Linked DNA regions of Mus musculus: region 2 is linked to region 1. A link is a contact called in public promoter capture Hi-C data. All regions are on one chromosome and are shown on one strand. Each heading gives the region's core, a stretch centred on a gene start, on an enhancer-like site or on the middle of the called end of the contact. The rest is flanking DNA. Distances are from core to core; before and after follow the strand shown.

The links. Capture Hi-C pulls out chosen DNA fragments and counts their contacts.
Region 2: a contact with region 1 is called in a promoter capture Hi-C map of pancreatic islet. The contact joins the promoter of Cenpq here to the promoter of Crisp2 in region 1. A contact is called at or near these places in 2 of 39 promoter capture datasets (the HPC-7 cell line and erythroid cells), 1 of 484 Hi-C or Micro-C datasets (erythroblasts), 3 of 115 datasets of contacts at active chromatin or transcription factors (the NIH/3T3 cell line, bone marrow-derived macrophages and large pre-B cells) and 3 of 9 other capture datasets (adipose tissue, liver and pancreatic islet).

The regions. Positions count from the first base shown.
Region 1 is chr17:40,791,481-40,797,455 of GRCm38.p6, forward strand. It overlaps Crisp2 (cysteine-rich secretory protein 2), which reads right to left and starts at 2,666. Exons shown (of 10, transcript NM_001204071.1): 1 at 2,548-2,666; 2 at 1,758-1,840; 3 at 397-428.
Region 2 is chr17:40,930,898-40,937,374 of GRCm38.p6, forward strand. Cenpq (centromere protein Q) reads right to left here and starts at 3,677. Exons shown (of 9, transcript NM_031863.4): 1 at 3,486-3,677; 2 at 2,184-2,318; 3 at 1,899-1,953; 4 at 753-879. The coding sequence starts at 2,282. Mmut (methylmalonyl-Coenzyme A mutase) reads left to right here and starts at 3,788. Exons shown (of 13, transcript NM_008650.3): 1 at 3,788-3,882; 2 at 6,147-6,477. The coding sequence starts at 6,187.

The sequences.
Region 1 (5,975 bases), core at 1,416-3,915:
GTACATAGTTAAAAACAACAAGAAAACAGTTTCACTTTTGAAAAAGAAATCATTAATCGGGCTTCATGAACCCACTCCGTTTTTAATACTTCTCATGTAATCTCATATATTAAATGATACACATCATTAACATGTTTTCATTTTTCCAATAAACACAGTTCTACTGTGGACATAACAAAAACATGAGAATAAGCTATATGTTTACATATGTAAAAAGTTCATTTACATAAAATTGATATTATTGTTTCTCTAATAGCATTGCAAAAAGAGCTTCATTAATATTCACAGAACAATTTCTCAGCTTTCTAAGCACAGGTAGATTAAGGGTATTAAGGGTAGCTTTTTACTCATGGCAACATGGCAGGATGAAATACTCACATTAGAATGGTCACTTACTGTTGATTTGACAGTTGAAATATCTGCCTTATCTGTGTCAAGAAAGAAGGTGGAGAGAGATGACAGATTATACATCACAACCATCTCTGGACATATTCTGCATCTTGAAGTCAGTCCCAATCAAATCTACCTTGAAATGGTATGGTATTTTTCACACCAACAGGCTCAGATTTCACTGCCAGGTCTTTATTATTTGGTTCATATCTAAACTATGGCCTTTGCTTCCTTACCAGATAATGCCTCCGTGCTGCTGAAATGCTTACAAACATATGGGTGTAGGGGCTTGGAAAGAAAACAATATTTATAAGGAGTCCAGAATTGCCTGAACTTTTGTGAGATGTTCCTTAGTGAAAGAACTGCATACCAGTGAGTAGGATAGAAAAGAATTAGCTGAAATTTATTTAAATACTGTTCTTTATTTCAATGAAATATTGTTACATAAAATAAAATAATAAATTTGTAACAATTATAATGTTTTAGAAAATAGAGCAAACAAATAGCATCTAGACAAAGTATTAATATTTTGAATAATAAAACTTTTAAAATTGAAAAAAGTTCTTAAGCATATTACAATCTAGAGTCTAGATTCTAGACAATGTCTTTGGAAACTTGTGTTTCTGTATTGACTACCCAAGACTATTTAACGCCTCAGAAAATAAATAAAACATATTTTATAACTGAATGCTTTCCTGAATCAACTTTTTATGACTTTTACTTCCTATCTATAGTTTACTGTTAAGATACAGTCTTTGAAATGAGCAAGCTCAGGAAATCTACCACAGCCACTATGTTCTCTTAGACCAAAAAAAAAAAAAAAAAAAAAATGAATTTCTATAGTTTTACTTTGAAAATTCAAAGACAAAATTTTGTAAAACTCCTAACACATACACTATAATGTACATAACCATACATATTCAATAATGATATTTTTATTATCAATTGCAGTACTTAAATTTGGCTAACCCTATCAGATATTTCCATTTTTAAAAAAATGTGATTTGGTTGAAAGTTAATTTCCAAATTGTTTGAAACCTTTTTTTTTTTTTAAATCGTCATTGTGTCACAGTGGGGAAAAAGACAGTATAGTCTAGAAAAGAATCAAGTGCTGAAGGCATGGTCCACCTTAACATAAGGAAAATGAATCAACAGCATCCTTATTCAAAGACACACTCATATTGTTCCAATCCAAACTGCCGTCATCTTTGTTGAGTCCAAGAAAGGATACCTTTGCTGAAAATATATTCAAGGAAAAATATCTTACACATTCCCTCTTTTTTATCTTTATTCTTGAAACTTACATTTATACTTAGGTGAGAAAGTGGCTATCATGCTCTCCTTACTACATATAAATAGAACAATACCTTGTCCTTCCTTCCGATGTTTTAGGATCAGGAGGGCATGCCTCTTCTAAAGTGTGAGGGCTATGGTGTTTCCCTTCTTTGTCCTGGAAGAGGGAAAACAATTTTGGACAACGATGTAAAGACAGCCTTATATTGTCTACACTTTATCACAGACTTACAACCTGTTAGTTAATGTCCTCTTAATTCTTCAATCTTTGATGTCACTATAACCTGCTTTGGGGCACTGATTGTACTTCAGCATTTCCTTCACTGTAAACTAAAAAGCCTGCTTGTTAACAAATTCAGTAATCGCTGTTTGGCTGCCACCCTAAAAAAAAACCTCAGCATGTAGTGAAATATCCTCTTTGATCTAGCACTTCGTGCTTCACATGTTTCAAAAGCTGTTGTCTTTAACTCCAACAATGTTGACTATGTGCATTGGTGTTTGATCAATATAACGTCACATTTTCTATTCCGGAAGTCGATGACAGGATGTTTGGAAGAGCTAATGACCCTAGATCTAATTGATGAAGTCCTGAATAAAAGACTGACATTTTTCATTCGACTGCAGAAAAGTCAGACTTTGAAATTGTTTCAAGCTTCCTCCGTGACTCGGTAGAAATCAAACACACAGGACAATTTCTTAAGGTCAAGAGGAAATCTCTAGTGATTTCTTGCTAGGAAAAGTGAACTAACAGTTGTTCTGGGATCTGCTGACGGCTCCTAACCTCACACATCTTTCTCTGCACTACCTTCACTCATTTTCTCCACCCTGGTCACATCCACTCTCCCAGCCCGCCCTAATATTTACGCTGGTTCAACAGCACAGGTCTTCATGCTGTCAGGAAGGAGCCAGAAAGGGCTCTTGTTGCCCCTCCCCTCGGTGAGCAACGATAACCGCCTCCAGCCGCCACGTGGGGGCGGTGTCACGAGGCTTTATTCTGTCAAAGTAAATGCTCTGCATAGATCTCTCCACCCTTCTCTCAGTCACCGCTGTGTAGGATGCCACGGGAGAACTTCTTTTATATTTACCCCTTTAAAATATAAAGTTATCATTTGTTTTCGCCATTTGTGAGGGGTGCTGGAGTCAGTATCTGTTTACTCAACAGAGAACCAAGAAGAGAAGATAGGAAGTATTTCAGGAGTTTGAAAGCCCAGGGACGTGGATAGAGAAGCAAGCGCTCCCTTTCCAGAATGTCTGAGTGAATGAGCTTCATAATTGAAAACGAAAACCAGAAACGTCTTACTTAAAGGCTTTCTTACATTTTCAGAATCGTGGCAGTCCCAACTGAATCGTGGCCAAAAAAAAAAAAAAAAAAAAAAAAATGCATTCAGTCCCAAAGAGTTAGCATTCTGGTTTTCTGTTTGTTTGTTTGTTTGTTAACTCTCCCTGGTTATCTTTGTTACACACAAGTTTGGTGGTCAGAAAACTCAAGAACGATAGCTGGGTCAGCTTTTTAATACCTGAATTTCCTGACCAAAGATATCTATACTCAGGTCAAAAAGCTAGTTTTCCTTCATTAATGAACACTGTGTGGTCTTCACAGCTGGACTATAAATGATAGATTTAGTGGATAGAAAGGGGGAGGGTTAGCTCATTGCTGAAAAGAAGAGTTAGAAGATCTCCAATTAAGCTCCCTCACCCATAGAGGAATTTTGACGTCTAGATCAATATGATAGTTATGTGACAATAGTGATAAAAGTGTAATCATAATGCAAGATGAAGACAGCGTATTTCAAGCAATGTCAAATCACCCAGACCACTTCACAAAGCCATAATCATCCCTGAGCACAGTTAGGCAAAGAAAACTTTTATGTATTTTTTCTTGGCTAGTGTGTTTACAGCTGCTCACAGTATACATGTTTCCCTCTGCCATTTGATTATTAGAGGTTTTTTACTATTTGAGACCCAACAAAAGGCTTCTTTAACATATAAACAAAGATTCTCAATCTGTGATCTGGTGATATAATAATTATGTTGGTATTGTGTTGTCTCCCAAGTTGGTTCCATTTTCTTTCTTTCCTCACTATGGCTTTAATGTTATCAAACTTCAACTGAACTCATACTACAAAGCAGATGCTGTGACGTATTAGGAAGTCATGAGAACAAATAAAATATGATGTCTGCCCTTATAGCAGTGGTTTTCTGTAATACTACTGTACAATAGTATCACATGCTGTGGTGACCCCCCCCAAGCATAAACTTGTTTCATTACTACTTCATAACTTTAATTTTGGTACTGTTATGAATCATAATGTAAATATCTGGTATGCAGGACCTCTGATAGGTGACTCCTGTAAAATGGTCATTCAAGACGTCACAACCAACAGGTTGAGAACTGCTACTTTTGTATGTTCTAAGGTATGGACATGCTATTAATTATTAATAATTGTGTAAAATGTGTTTCAAAGACAGGTAGTAGACCTTAGAAACATAGAAATGACAGCTAATTGTCTGTGAATTACAAGGACAGGTTCCCAAGGGAAGTATAGAAAAGGACCTGGGTCTTTAATAGACCAAGATCTGTTACTGACCTGAAAAGTCAAAAGCTTTGACTGAAAGAAAATCATAAGACGCAGGAATGTGAACATTTCCTTGCATCTGAACTTTAGAATCTAAGGTCAGAAACCAAGTTTAAAAGACTGCAAAAAGATATCCATGACGTGCTGGAGGTCTTTACTATATTAAGTGCTTAATAAGTAACAAATAGGGCCTAAGCCACAGCAGCAGCGGTCGCCATCTTGGTCCCAGACCCGCCGAACTTAGGAAATTAGTCTGAACAGGTGAGAGGGTGCGCCAGAGAACCTGACAGCTTCTGGAACAGGCAGAAGCACAGAGGCGCTGAGGCAGCACCCTGTGTGGGCCGGGGACAGCCGGCCACCTTCCGGACCGGAGGACAGGTGCCCACCCGGCTGGGGAGGCGGCCTAAGCCACAGCAGCAGCGGTCGCCATCTTGGTCCCGGGACTCCAAGGAACTTAGGAATTTAGTCTGCTTAGGTGAGAGTCTGTACCACCTGGGAACTGCCAAAGCAACACAGTGTCTGAGAAAGGTCCTGTTTTGGGCCTTCTTCTTCGGCCAGGAGGAGGTCCAAATACAAGATATCTGCGCACCTTCCCTGTAAGAGAGCTTGCCAGCAGAGAGTGCTCTGAGCACTGAAACTCAGAGGAGAGAATCTGTCTCCCAGGTCTGCTGATAGACGGTAACAGAATCACCAGAAGAACAATCTCTAAACAGAGTCAACTATAACTACTAACTCCAGAGATTACCAGATGGCGAAAGGTAAACGGAGGAATCTTACTAACAGGAACCAAGACCACTCACCATCACCAGAACCCAGCACACCCACTTCGCCCAGTCCAGGGAACCCCAACACACCTGAGAACCTAGACCTAGATTTAAAAGCATATCTCATGATGATGGTAGAGGACATCAAGAAGGACTTTAATAAATCACTTAAAGAAATACAGGAGAACACTGCTAAAGAGTTACAAGTCCTTAAAGAAAAACAGGAAAACACAATCAAACAGGTAGAAGTCCTTACAGAAAAAGAGGAAAAAACATACAAACAGGTGATGGAAATGAACAAAACCATACTAGACCTAAAAAGGGAAGTAGACACAATAAAGAAAACTCAAAGCGAGGCAACACTAGAGATAGAAACCCTAGGAAAGAAATCTGGAACCATAGATTTGAGCATCAGCAACAGAATACAAGAGATGGAAGAGAGAATCTCAGGTGCAGAAGATTCCATAGAGAACATCGGCACAACAATCAAAGAAAATGGAAAATGCAAAAAGATCCTAACTCAAAATATCCAGGAAATCCAGGACACAATAAGAAGACCAAACGTACGGATAATAGGAGTGGATGAGAATGAAGATTTTCAACTCAAAGGTCCAGCAAACATCTTCAACAAAATTATTGAAGAAAACTTCCCAAATCTAAAGAATGAGATGCATATGAACATACAAGAAGCCTACAGAACTCCAAATAGACTGGACCAGAAAAGAAATTCCTCCCGACACATAATAATCAGAACATCAAATGCACTAAATAAAGATAGAATACTAAAAGCAGTAAGGGAAAAAGGTCAAGTAACATATAAAGGCAAGCCTATCAGAATTACACCAGATTTTTCACCAGAGACTATGAAAGCCAGAAGAGCCTGGACAGATGTTATACAGACACTAAGAGAACACAAACTGCAGCCCAGGCTACTATACCCAGCCAAACTCTC
Region 2 (6,477 bases), core at 2,427-4,926, 140 kb after region 1:
TTCTCTGTTTGTGTTTTATATAACATGGTAGTTTTCACAGAAAGTGTAAATCATGAACATACCTTGGGAAGAATCAATATTAACGGAACAATTTAAAAGTTTTAGACTACAACCCACACAGACTTGATTTTTACTACTTCACTGATAGAATCCCAAGTTTCTACAATGTAGAAAATCTTTGTGTGTGTGTGTGTGTGTGTGTGTGTGTGTGTGTGTGTGTGTGTGTAATGGTGATCATGAATCAATGAATATCTTTTCTGAAGTTGAAGAACACTCTATTGCCTTAAAATACTGTCATGGTATGCCAATCATGAATGAATATCTTTTCTGAAATGGAAGAATACTTCCTTAAAATAGTCATGGTATAAATTTGGTATGTCTGCCCTTGGCATATGTGTGGAATGTACGGTCTTCACTTTGGAAATTCTAGGAGTTAGTAACTGGCTGGGTGATACACAGGGGACTAGGGTATGCTTTTAAGTGACACCTGGTCCCTGGTGCCAGTCTTGTGTTTTGCTTCCTGAAAAGCATTGCTCCCACTGCCATGATGTTCTGCCTCCCAAGGGCTCAGAGTCACTGGACTTGGTTCAAAGCTGCTGAGCCTGTAAGACTAACAATCTCTCTGTTATGTTAGGCATGCTGCCACTTCCTGAAGAAAGTAACTCAGATAGGAAGTAATATTGAGACAGCTGTATATAGTAAATACCTGAGTCAAGAGCTGAAAAACACAAAGAAAAACTTTCTAAACTCACAGAATGACTGACTCCATCATACTTTGCAAATACTCTTCAGTATCCTTTGGAAGAGGTTGCCAGGTTGTTCTCTTGCTGGATGATATTTTTACCCGTTTTAGATGAACATACGTTGCTTGTCCTGTTACTGGTAATACAAGAGAGTCTAATCAATCTAGAAGTTTTGCAGTTTCACTTAAAAATAACTTTAACATAAAGAACAGTAGTGGCATTATGAAGCTAAGGCATTCTACTCTTTAGCTCATATCTTACTGCAGCTATAACATGTCAGTTACTGAAGATGCATCTGCTCTATTTGGCAATACCTGACATACTATCAACTGATACTGCAACACAAATACTTTTCAATAGAGAATCAACTTATTATTATTATTAAAACTTGCTTCTGAAAAGTGACTTTATTTCTTAAAGACTTTCAACAAAAATACTGGAAAACTACTTCTACCAAACATTGGAAATGAAAGAACAAGCAAGAAATAAACACTGACAGGTATATCTTTAGATCAGAGATGAGTAGCTCATAGAGAGGAACAGAGATTCCTTTTCTACTTATCAATATAGCAGGTAACCCTCAACAGTGTTTTCTGGAAGAACTAGACAATGAACTATTCCACGTACAAGGGATAAGCAATAATATACAGTATTGGCTTCACAAAGATTAGGTAAAGAAAAAGGGAATGCTATGCAAATTATAGGAGTGCAGAAATTACGAAGTAAACGTATGGCACCCTAGGAAATAGAAAATCAGAACAGTATTTGCACCAATGTGTAAGGAATCATCTTACAAAGAAGAGATGTTTAAGGAAATGGTATTTCCAACTAATTACCTTTGAAATGCTTAAGCTAGTGATTACAGTGATTACAAACTATCTGTACAGTAGTGGCAGAACCAAAATCCGTGGTGTCTTAGAGAGGAAGAAGTAGGTTTGTCTTTATATCAAAGATGAGTAGTTCAGAATGAGGGATAATAATTTGTCTCCTAGTTCCTTTCGATGTGACAGGCAAACCTCTATATATTTGCTGTTAGAATTAATATTGAGGATGTGACTGTTTATGCTCACCTTTTACCATTTCTGAACTCAAAACCAAGATACTGAAACATTTTTCATGAAAAGCAGTAGAAGACACTTTAATACAGAACAATACCTTTAGAGGACAGATGCTTTGCATGACTTCTGTTTCTTTTTGCTGTGTTTCCAACCTAGAGTCATACAAACAAACAACAGATAAAAAGATGGTTTTGCAACACATACTCCATGTATACAAATACTATACCTTCCAGGAGGTAGAAAAAAGTATTGTAGATATGATAAACAAAGAATGCACTAAAGTTTGTGATATGAATTACAATGTGTAGTAAAACTGACTTTTAGCCCTTTGAAGGGAAATAGATATTTCTAATTAAAGAGATCTGAAAGAAAGAGATCTTACCTCATTCTCTGGCAAATCCGCTTCCTTATTGGCTCTTTGTTTCAAACTTCTTTTCACCTGTTGAGGTTTTTTCCTAGAAGCACGTGCTTTACCAGACATTTTCATCTAAACAGTATAATCACAACGATACATAGTCTGCAAAGGTGAAAAATATAATTATAATATAAATATAATTTTTGTTGAAAAGAGTACATAAATTTTTAAAAAATTTATTCTTCTCTCATGCAATACATCTGACCATAGTTTCCTCTCCCACTCCTCAAGTCATGGGTCCCTTTTCTTTCCCCAAACCACTGCTTCTGCGTTTCCTTTCATAAAACAACAGGGCTCCCAGCGACATCAACCAAACATGAGGTAATAAGATGTAATCAGACTAGGCACAAACCATCATATCAAGGCTGGATAATGCAACCCAGAAATGAGGAAAAGGGTCTTCCAAGAGATGGCAAAAGAGCAGGAGATTCTCCTACTCCAACCTTTAGGAATCCCCCCAAAACACCAAGCTAAACAACATATATGGCAGGATGTAATACAGAAAACGCCTACATTGAATCATGAGACAGACATTGTAAGTATCGAAACCAGGGTCATGATTTCTACCTGTTGGGACCACTCAACTTGTGTTAATTTAAAAAAAAAAAAAGAAAGAAAGAAAGAAAGAAAAGAAAAGAAAAATTAAGATAGAAGATAAAAATTCCTTACTGTTCCCAGATCCACAGGAAATCATAGCTTAACAGTGGGTTGGTAGACACCGCTATGACTACAATTATTATGTATGAGATATACTAAATGCAATCAAATGACTTGTGGGCAGCTGTGGGGATATCTTTGGATTAATTAGCCAAGACGAAGAGAAATAAAGTGCTTAAATGAAACCAGCGTAAAGTCGGACGGCGTGACAGCTCAAAGAACATTTTTTTTTTTTTCTTTATGAATCAGCCCGTTCAGACTAGATCGAATCCTTATGGGAGGAGTGGAAAAAGGCGCTCCGCTTCGGTTTGCTTGTTGTTTTCTTGGCCGGTTTACTGAAACTAGTTTAAACCGACTTATCTCAACTTAAGCTGTTCATCTGCGAACCACTAACGAGAGTGAACTTGGGCTACTCTGTCCGTCGCTCCAGGACGAGGTACAGAGATTCAGGAACCAAGACCGGGAGGGTCAGGGGGACTAGAGAGGGAAGATCAATATTTTCACTCCACTCTGGGGTTATCTCAAACAGTTGCCCTAAATGGCAGAGACCTATTCAGACATTAGACATTGCCCCTTAAAAACAAAACAAAACAAAACAAAACGGAGTTTTACCACAAACGCGTGAGGCTCAAATTATCCCCTGGATCTGTCAGCCGCTTTATCGCTTCCTCGACTCTTCACAGTTGCTTCACGGATTCAAAAGGCGCGCTTCTGACTTAATCCGCCCAAACAACCGGAAAAGACGGAGAACTTCCAGGATCTGGGAACCGGAAGCGTCAGTGAGGAACGCAAACACACTTGTGTAGAGAAGGCCGGCCTGCGGAGCGTATGTCTTTACGTCATCAGACGCGCGCCCGCAATGTCCGGATTGGATTGGCTAATCCGAGGGCGGTGTTGGCTACGCCCCCTGATTTGATTGGCTGCCGAGCTCCTGCGGCGAGCGGGTGTGACCCCGGCGTCTGGGTTCGGTTCTGAAGTCCGGGCTTGGTCCGGGTGATCCCCAAACACTGTGAGTAAGCCCGTGCGCTGTGGAGCACGTCAGGCTTGCAGGATTCTTCTCTTATTGGCTTCATCTGCTCCACCTATCTATCTTGCTGTCCTTTCCTTCTTCTTCACGGATTTTCTGTGATAGGAAGCCGCCCCTGCTTGCTCCTGAAATATAGATGGTGACTGACTGGGTTCTCATTTCCCGCCAGGCTGGTGGAATTCGGAGGTCACCGCTGCAAAATGCCTTTCAACAGCGTGCTAGTCTTGTCGCTGTGCGTCCCTGGTTTCCCACGCACGCGCAGAGCAGAGGTTACTTGTTAGAGGTTCACAAGCTCATGTGGTTTCTAGGGTGTTTTTGCTAGAGGTAGTAAGACAGAAAGTTAGGTGACAGAAGGAAAAGATGAAAAGGAAAGGCGCGTCTAACCTGATTTAAAAAACAAAACAAAACACATAGCCTAACTTCTCCGTTTTGCCATTGAGAGCGTGACACATGCGTGTAATTTTCAACCGCCTGCTGATTTTCTTCCAACATAGTTTTGTGCTTAGTTATTTTTTAGGCCAGTCGTTCTCAACCCTCTTAATGCCAAGACCCTTCAGTACAGTGGTGACCCCCAACCATAAAATTATTTTTGTTGCTACATTGTAACTGTAATTTTGACACTTTTATGAATCGTAAATTGAATATTTTTGAAGATGGAGGTTTGCCAAGGAGTTATGACCCACAGGTTGAGAACAGTTGCTTTGGGCTAACAGTTCCTTTATGCTGTTAATTTTCTTGCCTTGTATAGTCACCACCTATGTATATTGAACAGTGTGAGGGGCTAGCTCTTCTGAGGTGTTACTATAACTTTCAAATTAATTACAAAATATTTAGAGAAAGCTCACAACAACAGTAATTGCACAGAGTGCTAGTTTCCACAGACATAATACATCATGTAATTTATGTCCAATAAAGGCTTCCTTTTTCTTTTCTGTGCTGTCATAAATGAATACTCCAGTAAGTTTCAATATGGAATATAGTAGTTCCATTCAATTCATTCGTTTGTTTATATTGTAACACACGTATTCTAACTGTGGATGTTTATGTTTCAGATTCTCTAATGCAAATAAACAGCAGAGAATTCCTATTCTATCTCTCACAATAGAAGCCTTCCCAGAATGGATGTTACCCAGTTTAAGGGGCTAGCATATCTGAGACGTTTCCTGTTTTGAAAGTTTACATTGTAAAGTAATTAGAACAGTATTGCGATGAGTGGCTTATGCGGCTTGTTTGGTGATCCATAATAAGTATTCAATAGTCATCAAGGCTTCACTAAGTTGATAGGTCAGAAATTATATGAAAAATAGAGTTTTAAACTCCCACTGTCCAATGCTGTGTAAAGCACCTGGCTAGGCAGCTGTATTAAAGAAATCTGTATCTGATTTTCTTTTTTTCTTTTTTACAAAATCTTAAGGCTCTACATGTTGAGGTTGTGTGATACTTAAGTATCAAGTAATTGAGGCAGTTTGCTGCTTTCTGTGTGGGTAAATGGCAAGTGCAGTGAACTATGATTTTCTAGGATTTCTAGTACATGAAAATGTAAAATTGGCCAAGACAGAAATAAGTTTGACAGCTACAGAGACCAGATCATAGATACTTTGGTTGCCTGCTTGTCTTATACTGTATTTTCTCCATACACCAATATAAAGTCTACTATAAGCTAGATAATCTATAAATGGGTTTTGAATGCAAATTAATTGAAATATTAAGTTCCAATCTACCACATAATGTAACCCAGCCCCTCAAAAAAAATGTAAAAAAAAAAAAAAGTCAGGCATGGTGGCGCACACCTTTAATCCCAGTACTTGGGAGGCAGAGGCAGGCAAATTTCTGAGTTCGAGGCCAGCCTGGTCTACAGAGTGAGTTCTAGGACAGCCAGGGCTACACAGAGAAACCCTGTCTCGAAAAACAAAACAAACAAACAAAAAACCAACAAAAAACAACAAAAAAAAAATGTAACCTGGCAGAAATTTTGCAGAGAGTATGGTATAGTCAGATTTGCATTTTATGAGTATAGAATGGGTTTCAGGGGGCTAACACTGGTCAGTAAGACCAGCCAAGAGGCCATGAAGTAAGGAGACTGTAGGTAGAAGAACAAGAGTAAGTGTTATATCCGGCACACGACCAGAAAAGGGAAGAAAAATGAAACAGGACAATATTCCTTCTTTTTGTTCCCTACTTATTGAAAGCTCTCACTTTTCTTCACACTTTTAAATGTTTGTGTATTGTTCTCTTTATTTTTCTAGGACCGTTCTCATTTCCTTTTGGGAGTATTCATGCTTCACCATGTTGAGAGCTAAGAATCAACTTTTTTTGCTATCGCCCCATTACCTGAAGCAGCTAAACATTCCATCAGCTTCCAGATGGAAACGCCTTCTACACCAGCAGCAACCCCTTCACCCAGAATGGGCTGTACTGGCCAAAAAGCAGCTGAAAGGCAAAAACCCAGAGGACCTTATATGGCACACCCCAGAAGGGATCTCTATAAAGCCCTTATATTCCAGGGCAGATACTCTGGACTTACCCGAAGAACTTCCAGGAGTGAAGCCATTCACACGGGGACCATATCCTACCATG